2 separate regions of the Arabidopsis thaliana genome follow, and region 1 is linked to region 2. Evidence: chromatin contacts called from public capture Hi-C data. All regions are on one chromosome and are shown on one strand. The core of a region is the stretch at or near the end of the contact, and the rest is flanking DNA. Distances in the headings are between cores, read along the strand shown.

Region 1 (7,129 bases), core at 634-3,133, 60 kb after region 2:
TCCAACAGAGACCACTTCGTCTAACAATAAAAGTTCAGATATAAGCTACATGCGGACCACAAATCATAAAAACTATGACAATAAACTATGAAATTGCGCGTTTATATCTATGTATTATACTACTTTGTTAACTCGGAATTCTAGACTTGTTCAATTTGATATTCGACGCCACGATTTTTCGAAAAACCCATAGTCCAATACATTTGTTTAATTCATAATACTTAATCCTAATTTTATCCTTTAGTTTGACTAAATCAAATTTGGCATGATCCTTGCATCGCCTAATTAATCACCTTTGCATAAAGTAGTTTTTGCTTTATCCAGACATAATTTGTATTTATATATTTCAATATATGCTTAAAGTTCAAAACCCATCTCAATAATCACAAATTTATTTACAAAACGGTTACAAGGTGAATCACAAAGTTTCCAATCATGAAAATATAATAAAATGTTATTTATTTTTTGTTTGTTGCATGATCCAATTTGGGAATAAATTTAGAGTACGTAAAGCTGAAAGATGTTTAATGCGTCTAGAATGTGCACTTATTAATGTCTCTATGTCACCAATCACTAATCTCAACCTTTTATTGGGGTCATATATAAAGAAAACTGCATGTACATTATACATTTTTTTTCTGACAAAACATAAATAAAAAAGCTTTATCCCCAAAATGTAACTCAAAATACGGTTAATCGTATTCAATGCTATAAATAGCAAGAATTAGATAATAAGTTTAGCCATTTTAATTCACTAACTTAATGTTTCAACAATGTGAATGTAATCGTCCATAACACAAACCACATCAACGACGATATTTCAACGGCTAATTCAGCTCGGACCATTAGATTTAACATTGTTTCTTTCACATGAAATTTGACAACTCGTCAGGGTATGAGACAGAATCTAAGAATTACACGACAAAAGACAATTTTTCATTCGGACAATTTTAGCCCATACCTTTTTAAACCAGAAACGTGACTGCTTTGAACAATGTCTGGATTGATGCTAAGGGTAACTTCGGTAAGATAAAATATCCACTTTTTCTGAAAAGAATCTCTCGTCTTAAAATGCTGACGTAACTCATTTTACCGACACGTTATAGTTAGCTTTTCATAATTATTTTATTAAACGTTATTAGTTTATTAAATTTCGCATGTTAATAAATCTGTGAGATTACCGATACAACCTATGGTTAGATATTTTAATTTACATCTGTGTTGAAAACCAAACAAGAAGATTCCATCTTAAAATATGGGCCATTATATGTTCATCTAATTTTAATTTTTTTTTTTTTTTTTACAAACACAAATTATTTATGTTCAAAAATATTACAAAGAATTTTTACCACTTTCATATATATTTTTAGGATTTTAGAATTTTAAAATATGGTGGTACGTTTGTATAATAAAACAAAAAAATGGTAAGTTTTTATTTTCAAGAACACAAATAACTATTTTCATTAATATAGAGTTTTTGGTGATTTCATGAATATGATTTTTACTAGCTTTTTCGTTATACATTTTATAGTAATATTGATATTCACAATCTCATGAACCCATTATTATTTATAAAATCATGCTTATAATATTCAGTAAACGATTTTTTACGGTAAAATGTTATCTAAGTTGAAACTCGTATATAATTTATAGATGATAAATATATATACCTTGTATGGTTTAAAGGATGTTCTCCTTAAACTAAATTTATATTGTGTAAAAATAATATTGATTTCTATTTTTGGTGTATGGATTAAAGTCATAATAAGTCCACTGACATTACCCCCACTGCCCCTAACATTAAACCTTTCTTCTAATTACTTTGCTGCTTAATAAAGCAACGGCTGTGATTTCATTACCTCGGTGACTTCAGATCCAATCAACGGCCCCACGTTCATCTCTCTCTCTGAACATTCAAACAACAAATATAGAAAAATAAGTAGCCAAGCAACACCAAGAGACGACGAGAGCAACAAAAACTGAAACGTGCCTCCATTTCTAAAACCCAAATCCTTCTTCGTACAAACGACACAATCTCTCTTAAATGCCAAAGGTCCTCTTTTTCGTCTTCTTCCACTCTCTCTATACTTCTCTCACAAATCTGGGCATGTTTTGAAATCCACATTCTTCATTCACTGAGTTTCCTTTACCTCTTAAAGTTTCAATCTTTAGGTCTAATTCTCTCTTCTTAAAAATGCTCTGTTTTTGTTACTTATTTAAAAACTTCATCTTCACGGGTTTCCTTCCGTTTTTTCTCTCATTTAATCTATTTCTCAATTTATCTATTTCTCTGAAAGATCTCTAAGAGAGAAAAAAACAAACCTTTTTTGCAGATTGAGAGAGAAATTTGAAGTAATTTAAGGTAACAAGAAGAGAACAATTTTGTTCTGTTATGGTGGGGGCGATGGCAAACAATGGAAGAATCCGGTCAGCTTTTCCGGTGACTAATGGGTCAAAAGATCTGACGCCGAACAGTGCTCCGGCGAGTACAACCGGATCTGAATATGGTCCTGTTGAGTTCACAAGAGAAGACGTTGAAACTCTTCTTAATGAACGAATCAAGTACAAGAGCAAATTCAACTACAAGGTTTCTACTTTTTCACCCACCTCATTAAATTTATCAACTTTTTATTTTTTTTACCTGAATCTAAAATTCTTCTTGTGTTTTAGTTTAGTTGGTGAAGTTTTGAATTTTAAGTAGCTTTTTTACTGGCTTTTCTCGTTGGATCCGTTGTGTTTTTTTTTTCTGAAGAAGAAGATTTGATTGTTGTTGTTTATAAGACAATTTGTGGGACCTTTATATTTAGGCAATAGCATTGAAGACATTGTTTATGTGTGTTGATTGATCTTTGTGGTAGAATCTGGAGCTTTTAATTTCAGTTAGCTTTACTGGCTTTTATCGTTGGATCTGTTGTGTGTTTTTTTTTTTGAAGATTTGATTGTTGTTATAAGACAATTTGTGGGACCAAAATAGTTTTGTCTATTTGATAAGCATTAAAGGACTTTGTTTATGTGTTTTTGGTCTTTTGGTTTGAATTTGAATGTTGATTTTGCAGGAGAGATGCGAGAATATGATGGATTATATAAAAAGACTTAGACTTTGCATTAGATGGTTTCAAGAACTTGAGTTGGATTATGCTTTTGAGCAAGAGAAGTTGAAGAACGCATTGGAATTGAATGAGAAGCATTGTGTTGACATGGGTGCGTTGACACATTAAAGTTTAGTTGTTGATTTTTTCGTTAGCAGTTTTTGAACTTTGTGCAATTTGATGACAGAGGTTAGTTTGAAAAACAAAGAAGAGGAGCTGAATATGATAATTGAAGAGCTGAGGAAAAACTTTGAATCTGTTCAAGTTCAACTTGCCAGGGAACAAACGGAGAAGTTGGTAAGAAGCGGTTCATTCTAGTTAAGTTACTTGTGTCTGATACATATTTGTAAGTCTTAATTCGGTTTGTTTTGCTTTAGGCGGCGAATGATTCTCTTGGAAAAGAGAAAGAAGCAAGACTTTCTGTTGAAAAGGCACAAGCTGGTCTCACAGAAGAGCTAGGAAAAGCACAAGGAGATCTTCAAACGGCTAACCAGAGGGTGAGAAAACTTAAAGGATCTGAAATGAGAAATGGATACTACTTAGCTTTAACCAATGTTCGTTTTTTGGGTTTTGTTCAGATACAATCCGTGAATGACATGTACAAACTGTTGCAAGAGTATAACTCAAGCTTGCAGCTGTATAACAGCAAGCTACAAGGTGATCTTGATGAAGCTCACGAGACTATAAAACGCGGTGAGAAAGAACGGACTGCCATTATTGAAAATATTGGCAACTTGAAGGGTCAGTTTTCAGCATTACAGGAACAACTTGCTGCTTCTAAGGTGATTGATGCTCTATCAATAGTAGTAAATGTTTATAGTTTTGGTCAGAATGTGATTTGGTGTCTTGTTTTTTTTTCTTGCTAGGCTTCTCAAGAAGATATCATGAAGCAGAAAGGTGAATTGGTAAATGAAATTGCGAGTCTCAAGGTAGAGCTTCAGCAAGTCAAAGATGACCGTGATCGCCATTTAGTGGAAGTTAAAACCTTACAAACCGAGGCAACCAAGTACAATGACTTCAAAGACGCCATAACCGAGCTTGAGGTTTCCTATCCTTTTATAACTTCTTTCAAAGGAATTCTCTGTCAAATTAATTTCTCTTAAGATAATGTAAATTATTTTGGTCCAGACTACATGTTCGTCCCAGAGTACCCAGATACGACAGTTGCAGGATCGACTAGTAAACTCTGAGAGGAGACTGCAGGTTTCATCACATTTTTGAGTTACACATACAACAAATGACTTTACTAGATTTCACAAGTTCTTGATACCATTCTTGATTGTTTATGGTCTAGGTGTCTGATCTATCTACCTTTGAGAAAATGAATGAGTATGAAGACCAGAAGCAAAGCATTATCGATCTGAAAAGTCGCGTAGAAGAAGCAGAACTTAAACTCGTTGAAGGAGAAAAACTACGGAAGAAGTTGCACAATACCATTCTTGTATAATCTGCTTAACTCACCTCTGCCACATTTGTTTCTTCCCCTTTGTGTAAGCTTGACTGATATCTTCTCATGTTGCAGGAACTGAAAGGTAACATACGTGTGTTCTGTAGAGTTAGACCTCTATTGCCGGGTGAGAACAATGGAGATGAGGGAAAAACTATTTCTTACCCGACATCCCTAGAAGCACTTGGCCGTGGTATTGACTTGATGCAAAATGGTATGTAACATAAACTTCTGTGGAAATGTGGTTCTTGCAGAAATGACACATTTATTAACAGTTGATGTGTTTTTGCTATGGACAGCGCAAAAGCATGCTTTCACATTTGATAAGGTTTTTGCGCCGACTGCATCACAAGAAGATGTCTTCACTGAGATTTCTCAACTTGTTCAAAGTGCTCTCGATGGTTACAAGGTAACTAAATCTGCAAATGGCAAAAAGTACTATGTGCGTTTCACTGTTTGTTGGAATAACTAAGCTGATAGAATCCATTTTATAGGTGTGCATTTTTGCATATGGACAAACTGGATCGGGAAAAACTTACACCATGATGGGTAGGCCAGGAAACGTCGAGGAAAAAGGTCTGATCCCGCGATGTTTGGAGCAAATATTTGAGACGAGGCAGTCTCTTCGATCTCAGGGTTGGAAATACGAACTGCAGGTATTTTTGTAGTCCTCTCTCTTTTAAGTAGCACTAAGTAAGATATATCCTTGTGATTAGAATATATGTATAATCCTCCTAGTTTTGTATCATATGTATAGGTATCCATGTTAGAAATATACAATGAAACGATCCGAGATCTCCTGTCAACAAACAAAGAAGCAGTAAGAACAGACAGTGGTGTTTCTCCACAGAAACATGCTATTAAACATGATGCTAGTGGAAACACGCATGTCGCTGAGCTTACTATTTTGGATGTTAAAAGCTCTCGGGAGGTTTCATTCCTCTTAGATCATGCTGCTCGTAACAGGCAATATAGCTGAAACCCGTTTCAATTTGACTGAACTAAATGGCCATCAAGATTTTCGATGAATCTTTCTGACAGTTGAAAGTTGTTTTCTTTCTTCTTCAGGTCTGTAGGGAAGACTCAGATGAACGAGCAATCTTCCAGAAGCCATTTTGTTTTCACGCTAAGAATCTCTGGTGTTAACGAGGTACTAACCAAACCGTCTTTCTTCTTACAGAATGTTTGTTTTGTGTGATAAACCAAACTGGCTTTTTTCTTTCTTACAGAGCACTGAGCAACAAGTACAAGGTGTCTTGAACCTGATTGATCTTGCGGGGAGTGAGCGTTTATCGAAGAGTGGATCAACCGGAGATAGACTTAAAGAAACTCAAGTACGTTTGATAGAAACATAAAACATGATTATGGTTTCTTGCAATTTTTAGTCTCTTAAACTTTCATTCTTTCTTCAGGCAATCAACAAAAGTTTGTCGTCGCTAGGCGATGTCATATTCGCCTTAGCAAAGAAAGAAGATCATGTACCATTCCGAAACTCAAAGCTCACATATCTTCTCCAGGTACCAAACCAAACCGTAAAAACATCTTTCAAAACTTTTGTTTCTTGATTTGTGGCATCATAATAAAAACTATGTTTGATTTTTAATTCAGCCTTGCTTAGGCGGTGACGCAAAGACGCTAATGTTTGTGAACATTGCACCGGAATCTTCTTCAACCGGTGAGTCTCTCTGCTCTCTTAGATTCGCAGCGAGAGTGAATGCTTGCGAGATTGGAACACCACGTAGGCAGACTAACATCAAACCATTGGAAAATCGGTTGAGCCTTGGATGAGGGAAAGAAAAGAGAGATGGATTTGAAGTTTGAAGCTAAAAGCTTCATTTCAAAGTTAATTATATGAATGTACTTAATATGGTCACAACTTGATGAAGAAGGATGGGATGATTCTAACAAGAAAACATGAAGACCTTTTGTTGTAATTTGTATAGTTTGGTTTAGCATTTTATTATCTGTTGTTTATGTAATTCTTTTTCTTTTGGATCATAAGTAGGATTTTGCTTGTTGATGTTCGGATTCATATTCATCTTCTGGGATTCAAAATATTTACTTCTCGTTTCTGTGACCAATCACCAGGCCTAGAAGCATAATGGTAGTAGTGTTTTGGTTACGAAATTGATATATGAATGATTGTTTATGTTTGGTCAGATTCAATATCGTATAGAAATATGAATGAAAGATAATAATTAATAAAACACTAAAAACTAATGTTAGTTATATTTTAATATGCTTGTAATATTTAGTACTTTTCGAAAACATAAAAACGTGAAAATTGACTAATACTATAAATAGTAAGAATACTGGATCATTTTTTCAAACCATGAAAAAGTGGTATACTTTTTTTTGTGTGCAAAATCTTGTTTCCATTCAGTAGATCAAGTAGTTACAGAAATGAATAGTTTAGCAAATTCAAAGTTTAAATCAACAATACTAAACGCATTTTTGAACAACAATAATAAAGGAGATAGGATATATAGACCGACGGTAAGATCAAATGGTTTCCAGACAATAGGTATGAACCAAATTGTCACATGCAAGCCAAAAAGTCGATATACCATTTATCTTTCCTTTTTCTTTCAAT
Region 2 (6,947 bases), core at 2,127-4,626:
AGTGAAGGAAATGTACATGTATTACTTTACATGGCATATATAGTTATGATTATATCTTTGTACTTGTTGAAGAGGTATGAAACACAATAAAAGGTTTTTCTTTTTCTTTTTGGATTTGTGGATTGTGCCACTCACTTGCAAGCTGATATTTGGGTTAAAGCCCTTTACAAATAGTGATGGTTGGAAATCAAACTTACTGACACACTTGTTAGTGGCCACATTAATTGGATAATATATGTTACATTCCTTTTGTTCAACATATCTTTATCCAATACATGGTTCTATTTTTCTTTGGACAATCAATATGAATAGTTATTGCATAAAACATGATTTACTACTTCTTAAGGGTAACATCAATAGCTTTTTGCCAGGCCAATGTAGATTGTTAACCGAAAGCCCAAGACTTTTTTTTATCACACTCAAGTATTTTTCAACAACCTTTTTTCGTGTTTTTTGATCATTTATTTCATAGCTCCCTGAGAATATCAGAGAACATAGTTGTGTTATTGTGTGTGTCAGTCTCTGAGTCTCACGCTCAAATATAGTAAAGAGATAAATAATTGAAAATATTCTGACACCTTTTTTCAGATTGACTACAAAAATCCCATTCAAGTAAAACCCTTACTGTAACAGATAATATTCGAATTTGTGGTCTGACAAAGTTTCAATATGCACACTCTATTGTTTTTTTCTATCTGGATTTCTTGCAATCATACTATAACCTTAGAAGAAATCAACAGGGGGAGTTTCATTTCATTTTATTTCTTCATTCGATTACGTTTTCTACCATTTCCTAGCTACTAGAACAGTGGTGAGATTGAGATTTGATTAGCACTAATACTAACCATTGTGGAATCACTCAAAAACAGAGACTTGTCCATTCCAGCTACAAGCCGCGACCACGTTAGGTAAAACGGGGTGGTATGACACATTAACGCAGGGCTGTTCATAAGCTTTGAGCTTCTTAATGAGCGCAGTGGATTTGTAGTCGTACATGTATACAGAACCGTCAGATGAGCCAGAGGCTAAGGTTTCTCCATCCGGGCTGAAGTTGCATTTGATTGGGAAACCTGCAACCCAGTGACCTTCGAATCTCTTGTATTTGTTGAGTTTGAAAGGTGGGTTTGTTGAGAAGATTGCTGTGTAGTTCCCGTGTGATTGCGCGATGAAGACTGGGTCTTGCGGGTGACGTTTGATGCAAGGGCATGTGTATGCTTCTACATAGACCTAAGAGCAACAGTGAAAACAACAAGAAAATAATCATTGGCGTCAAGATGTCATTAATGATAGTCTCATGTCTAAGAATGAGAGTCTCAAATCACTGTTAAATATCATCCTTATAGTAATGGACGTAGTAATAGAGTGAGTGTGAGCTAGGAGTTGTTCCAAAGTGAAAGAAGGAATACGAACAATGTGATGGAATGTATAGAAAAAGTCAGTGAAACCTTCTGCAAGTTAATAATCATACTGAAATAAATCACATTTCGAAAGTTCAGACAAATGTAAAATGGAATTTTTCAAAAATGTCCTAAGATAGTTCCTGCTAAGACTAGATTGGTCAGGAACTTAGTGATGATGAGAACAATTCTCTGACTTCCTGGTGCATCAAACAAGAGAGCATACAACAAATTCATATAGAGAGGAAATAAAGAAGTTTCCTTGCTTCTCTCTGAAACAACTATTAGAAACGTTAAGCATCTAACTTCAAGAAATCGAAAGGAAAATTGCAACAGTTCCTTCCCACATTCATACATAAACATGTTCTGCTTATGTCTACAGATGCAGCTTATTGTTAATTCCCAAATCTAAGCTTAATTCTGTTAGTATATAAATTCTGATTTACTAATGACTTACTGATACTTTTCATCAAACAATCTAATACTGAGCTAGATGAAAATGCAGCATTGATATAACTGAAAGAAGGTTATTTGACAGTGATAAACTGACCTGATTAGATAAAGGAACCTCTCTCGAAATATCCCAAACTATAACAGCATTCTCACTTATATTTCTGCCAGAAACATCACTTGACGAGATAAACTGCTTCCCACCCGCGATAAACTCAACATCAAGAATTGGCCCAAGATCTCTAACATATTCATGCACGAATTTATTGGCTCTAATGTCCCATAATCTAAGACTTCCCTTTGATCCACCAGAAAGAAACACGTTACAATTATCTGGATGAAACTTAACAACTCCAACAACTTCATCCTCCTTGAAAGATTGTGTCTCTACCCCTCTTTCAACATCAAACAGTCTCGACGTGCAGTCATATCCACAAGAAAGCAACGATAACCCTTGCTTTGACCACTTCACATCTTTAACCGGTGCATTATGATGGAGAAAAGCCCGTACTTTCTTCTTATCATTACTCCACACATTCCACACGTAAACAGCACCATCAAGCCCCGCAGAAGCAAGAAGATGAACTGCACAATAACTCTAATAAACAAATGAATGAGGCAGAGGATAACTTCAAGCCAATCTTCACCCAAAAGCTACAACAAAAGAGCAAGAACATACCATGACTTGTAGACCAATCAATAGCAGTAACAGCCTTTGTATGGCCGGTTAACGAAATCGACATTCTACTAGGCATTTCGGTTTGCAACGAGGATCCTTTTGGTCTATGTCTAACCGAAGATAGAACATGGCGAGGTACATCAGAATCTGAGATGCTCCCAAGAACTGAGATTAATAACAAATTAGCATAAGGCAACAGTACAACCACAAAGCTAGTGAAGCAGATTAACAAGCATCAAACACTAAATTCTAAACAGCGAATTGATTAAGCATGGTTCGCAATTACCAGTAGGAGAGCTATAAGGTTTCTGACTCAAATCGGAACTTTGATCTGGAGTCGGAATCGTTGAAAGGGAGGCTAGAAGTGATCTCTCTCTCTTGGATACGTACCGGCCTGGAACCGGAACCGGAACCGGAACCGGTATTGAAAACGACGAGCTGGTTTGAGATTCCGAATAGGAACCGTGTGGAGGATACGGTCTACGCGGTGGTTTGTATTGTCGCTCCTCCGGGACTGGATATGGACGCTTAGAAGGAATTGACGGTGCTGCGGCGATTTTAGATGTTAATCGCTCATTGGTCACTGGCTCAGGTTCGTCGTCGGAGTCATTGGCATACGAATTGCAGATGAGATCCATCGGAAAGTTGAAGTCGAGACACCCGAAGCAGTGACCGGTGATCGGAAAAAAAATGAATTGGCCTTCGATGAGATAGAGAAGGCTAAATCTTTAGTGGGCTTTAATTGGGCCAGAAGAATGCTCCAGGCCCACGTGTATGCATTTATCAATTGGAATTGTTGTTTCGGGATCATTCTCACTAACAATCTCTAATTCATTATACTATTAATCAACTCCGGCATCTAGATATTACTCATGAATCAATGATCAATAGTAATGTGTTTGTTTACAGAAAGGTTGATCTAATTTAATGAGATCAATGAAGGGAAAATGCTCAAAGTTATAAACTGTTAGTGATTAATATAATTAATTTTAAATATCATATATTTTACAAATAAAGTTAATAACTCACATCAGTAATACCAAACATGATAACTAATACATAAACATATATGGATTTATCAATTAGAATTATTGTTTGAGGATCATTCTAACTATCGGGTTTTTATTTCATTATATTAATACTTCACCATTTAGATATTATCAATGATCGATAATTTGGTAGCAATGTTTTTGTTGCCATAAAAAAACTAACCTAATTTAGTTACTTCAATACAGAGAATATGTTCAAAATTAGAAACTATTAGCGATTTATATATAATTTTAAAAATAATAATTATATTTTCAAAGAGCGTAACAGAGATAATATCAATTGTTATATTTAATAAATTAAATAACTCACTATCGACAAAACATAATTATTGATACAAAAACACATGAACTTATCTATTAGAATTATCGTTTGAGGATCATTTTCACTAACGGTTACTTCAATAAAGGGAATATGTTCGAAATTAGAAACCGTTAACGATCTATATATAATTTAGAATATAATAAATATTATTAAAAATGTTATAAAGATAAGATTAATTATTATATTATATATTATATATTTAATCAAGTAAATAACTCACTATCGACAAAACATAATTATTGATACAAAAACACATGATCTTATCTATTGGAGTTGTCGTTTGAGGATCATTTTCACTAACGATTTTTTTACATTATATTAATCTACTCCAACATTTAGATATTACCCATCATTAGTAATTTGGTACAAATGTGTTTGTTCCCAAAACGAAATTGATCTAATTTAATTAGTTCAATGCATGGAACACGTTCAAATTAGAAACCGTTAGTGATATATATAATTTGATTTGAATATTTTTTTTAAAGCATTATTGAGTTAAAATCAATTATTAATTAAAAAAATATATATATTATAAATAAAATTAATAATTCACTATCGACAAAACATAATTATATTTAGGGTTTTATGCCAAAAAAATCGTTTAAATCATCCATTTTTCTCATTTTACCCATCACATCAAAAAAATACAATAATCATATAAAATCAAAAATAATATGCAATTTAACCTTTTCATTATAACTTTTGAAATTTATTATTAAATAATATTGGATTTGTTTTTTTAACAAAAATCATTTGAAATGTTTGATTGAATACACCCTTTAAAATAAGTAGTTAGGTAATGATAAATTTTGTAGACAATTTTTTTTCTTAATTTTTCTTATAATTCTATGAAACCATTCATAATAAGAGAAGATTTACTACTATATATAGTCAATCAAAACGTAAAAGATTATATACATCAATACTTGAACTAAATTATTGATTAAGAAAGATTTTGGTGGTAGAACAACATTTCCGATTTTGGTGGAAGAAAAAAACGTCTCAGTATTTCATTTACGAAAAAAACGTGAGGAACATTTATCAGTTACTTAATCTGTTGAGAATAAAAGGAAAAGTTTTTGAATTTTCTCCAATACATACATAGGACCCATGCCTATATAACTGAATTTATCTTTGTATATTACACAGATGAGTTATAAAAGTTCCAATAATTACAAGGACCCAGCAGAATAATTAAAAACACACAGAAAAAATCCAAATTTAAGAAATTAGAAAACAAATGGTATCACAAGTCTCACGCGTGTAAAACTGCATGAGCCACACGTGGGCCAAGCTAACCGGTTACCTGCTGCGTCTTAAACAGTAACACACAGAACAAACGACCGCTACGAACATAAGTGACAACTCATCTCCAGGTAACCGGTACAAATGGGAACCACAGAAAATCCACGTGGCATAAATCTATAAGCTACCGTCAAGTGAAACCGGTCCCCTGATTGGTTAACGTAATCATTTTCTCAATTCTGGACCCTACTGTAGTACTATGTATCGCGTGACTCTCTCATAGTGGCATATTTGTAATTTTAATTATCTAATAAATTACGTAATTATCACATCTCTTAATTAATTATCTCTTAGTTAATAAAATAATAAGATAAGATTTCGTCATACCAAATAGATTTCAATACATCCAAATAAATCTTAACTTGAGTAAGAGATAGATTCGAAGTTGGAAAAAGACGAAATTACCCTTGAAGAGTGAGCTTTTTTTTTTGGCTGCCGCAGAATTTAACCGTTACTTTGTTTCCCTTTCATGCAAAAGCCCTATGACCCATAGCTTGCGTGGCACACTGCTTAAAGACGAAAATAGTTTAACCATAACTGAAATTTTGACAAATATTTTATTCTAGTCAATTACATACATTAAATCACATCAGAGAAAATGTAACTACTATTTTATTCTTGTACTTCTAAAATAAATAATGGAAGAAATAACATTTTTAGTGACGGTTATTTTAGTTTCTAGCTAGTAGTACCAATAAACAAAATTAAGTAATACTGAGCACTTTGTTGTTTTGTGTTAACTCACAAAATTTGATTTCGTCAAATACACAATAATAGTCCACAATACATCATTTCCCCCCCTATTTTCTTAAAATATCCTTGTTCTATTGCATTACTTATGATAAGATGTATTTAATAAGAAGCTTTCATCACCAACAAATGAAAAAAAAAAAACTAAATGATGAAGCATTCTGTATTACTCCTTAAACTATCAATTTCTAGCATCTAATTCGTACTCATTAGGTGTTGAATTACTCTACAATCAAAGTTAATTATATAGTATATATATACATAGCATATATTTCCATGCTACATTATCAGACTATATATACTACACATACGTTTGTTGTTGACAAATAAAAACAAAAATCACATGCGTTTTTCACACCATAGAAGGATAAAAAATTATCAATTTTAGAAGAAATACTACTTTCCATGAATTAATTGTTAAAAAAAACAATGATGTACTAATTCTCAAAAAAAATAAAAAAATTCGTACGCGTGTAGTTAAAAAAGCCTTCATACCTTATATGCTTTGGTGATTAATACACATTTGCATACATATAGTTATAAATACCTTATTTTCTAAATTAGACACTTCAATCATTAATTAAAATTTTCTCAGTTTTAAAGCTAATTTTGGTGTGTCCAACCACTCTTTTGTCATTATTTCTCCACATGGAATTTTTTTATAGAAATTCTATCGATCGCTATAATATTTCCATTTTCTCTAAAAATTTAGAAACTTATGAACTTTAATCACTTAACCATATCTATTATATATATGGCCCCATTCACTCACCAACCAGGGGCAAATACGTCATTCCACCTTCTCCTTCTTTCCCATTTAAGATCCTCCCTCTTCACTTGAATCATCGCCGTGAAAAAAAAAACTTTCTCTCTTTCTCTCTCTCTCTCTCTCAGTGAAAAGCTATGAACAAACTCATCTCCCGTATGATCCTTCTCCTCACCACTCTCCGCCTCTCTTTATCCCTCTCCTCGCCGTCGTACCCAACGGTCCACGA

Evidence for each region. Capture Hi-C pulls out chosen DNA fragments and counts their contacts.
Region 1: a capture Hi-C map of seedling shows a contact between it and region 2, with 1.6 times the contacts expected there. The contact joins the promoter of ATK3 here to the promoter of AT5G54520 in region 2. A contact is called at or near these places in 1 of 26 Hi-C or Micro-C datasets (root) and 1 of 3 other capture datasets (seedling).

What each region holds. Positions count from the first base shown.
Region 1 is chr5:22,207,520-22,214,648 of TAIR10.1, forward strand. ATK3 (kinesin 3) reads left to right here and starts at 1,884. Exons shown (of 17, transcript NM_124848.3): 1 at 1,884-2,172; 2 at 2,334-2,587; 3 at 3,057-3,201; 4 at 3,277-3,386; 5 at 3,467-3,586; 6 at 3,668-3,871; 7 at 3,956-4,132; 8 at 4,218-4,292; 9 at 4,384-4,530; 10 at 4,612-4,750; 11 at 4,836-4,945; 12 at 5,031-5,192; 13 at 5,294-5,502; 14 at 5,605-5,686; 3 more. The coding sequence starts at 2,393. The coding sequence ends at 6,324.
Region 2 is chr5:22,145,926-22,152,872 of TAIR10.1, forward strand. It overlaps AT5G54520 (Transducin/WD40 repeat-like superfamily protein), which reads right to left and starts at 3,377. Exons shown (of 4, transcript NM_124832.3): 1 at 2,813-3,377; 2 at 2,527-2,691; 3 at 1,948-2,432; 4 at 579-1,227. The coding sequence starts at 3,164. The coding sequence ends at 856. AT5G54530 (serine protease, putative (Protein of unknown function, DUF538)) reads left to right here and starts at 6,799. Exons shown (of 2, transcript NM_124833.4): 1 at 6,799-6,947. The coding sequence starts at 6,856.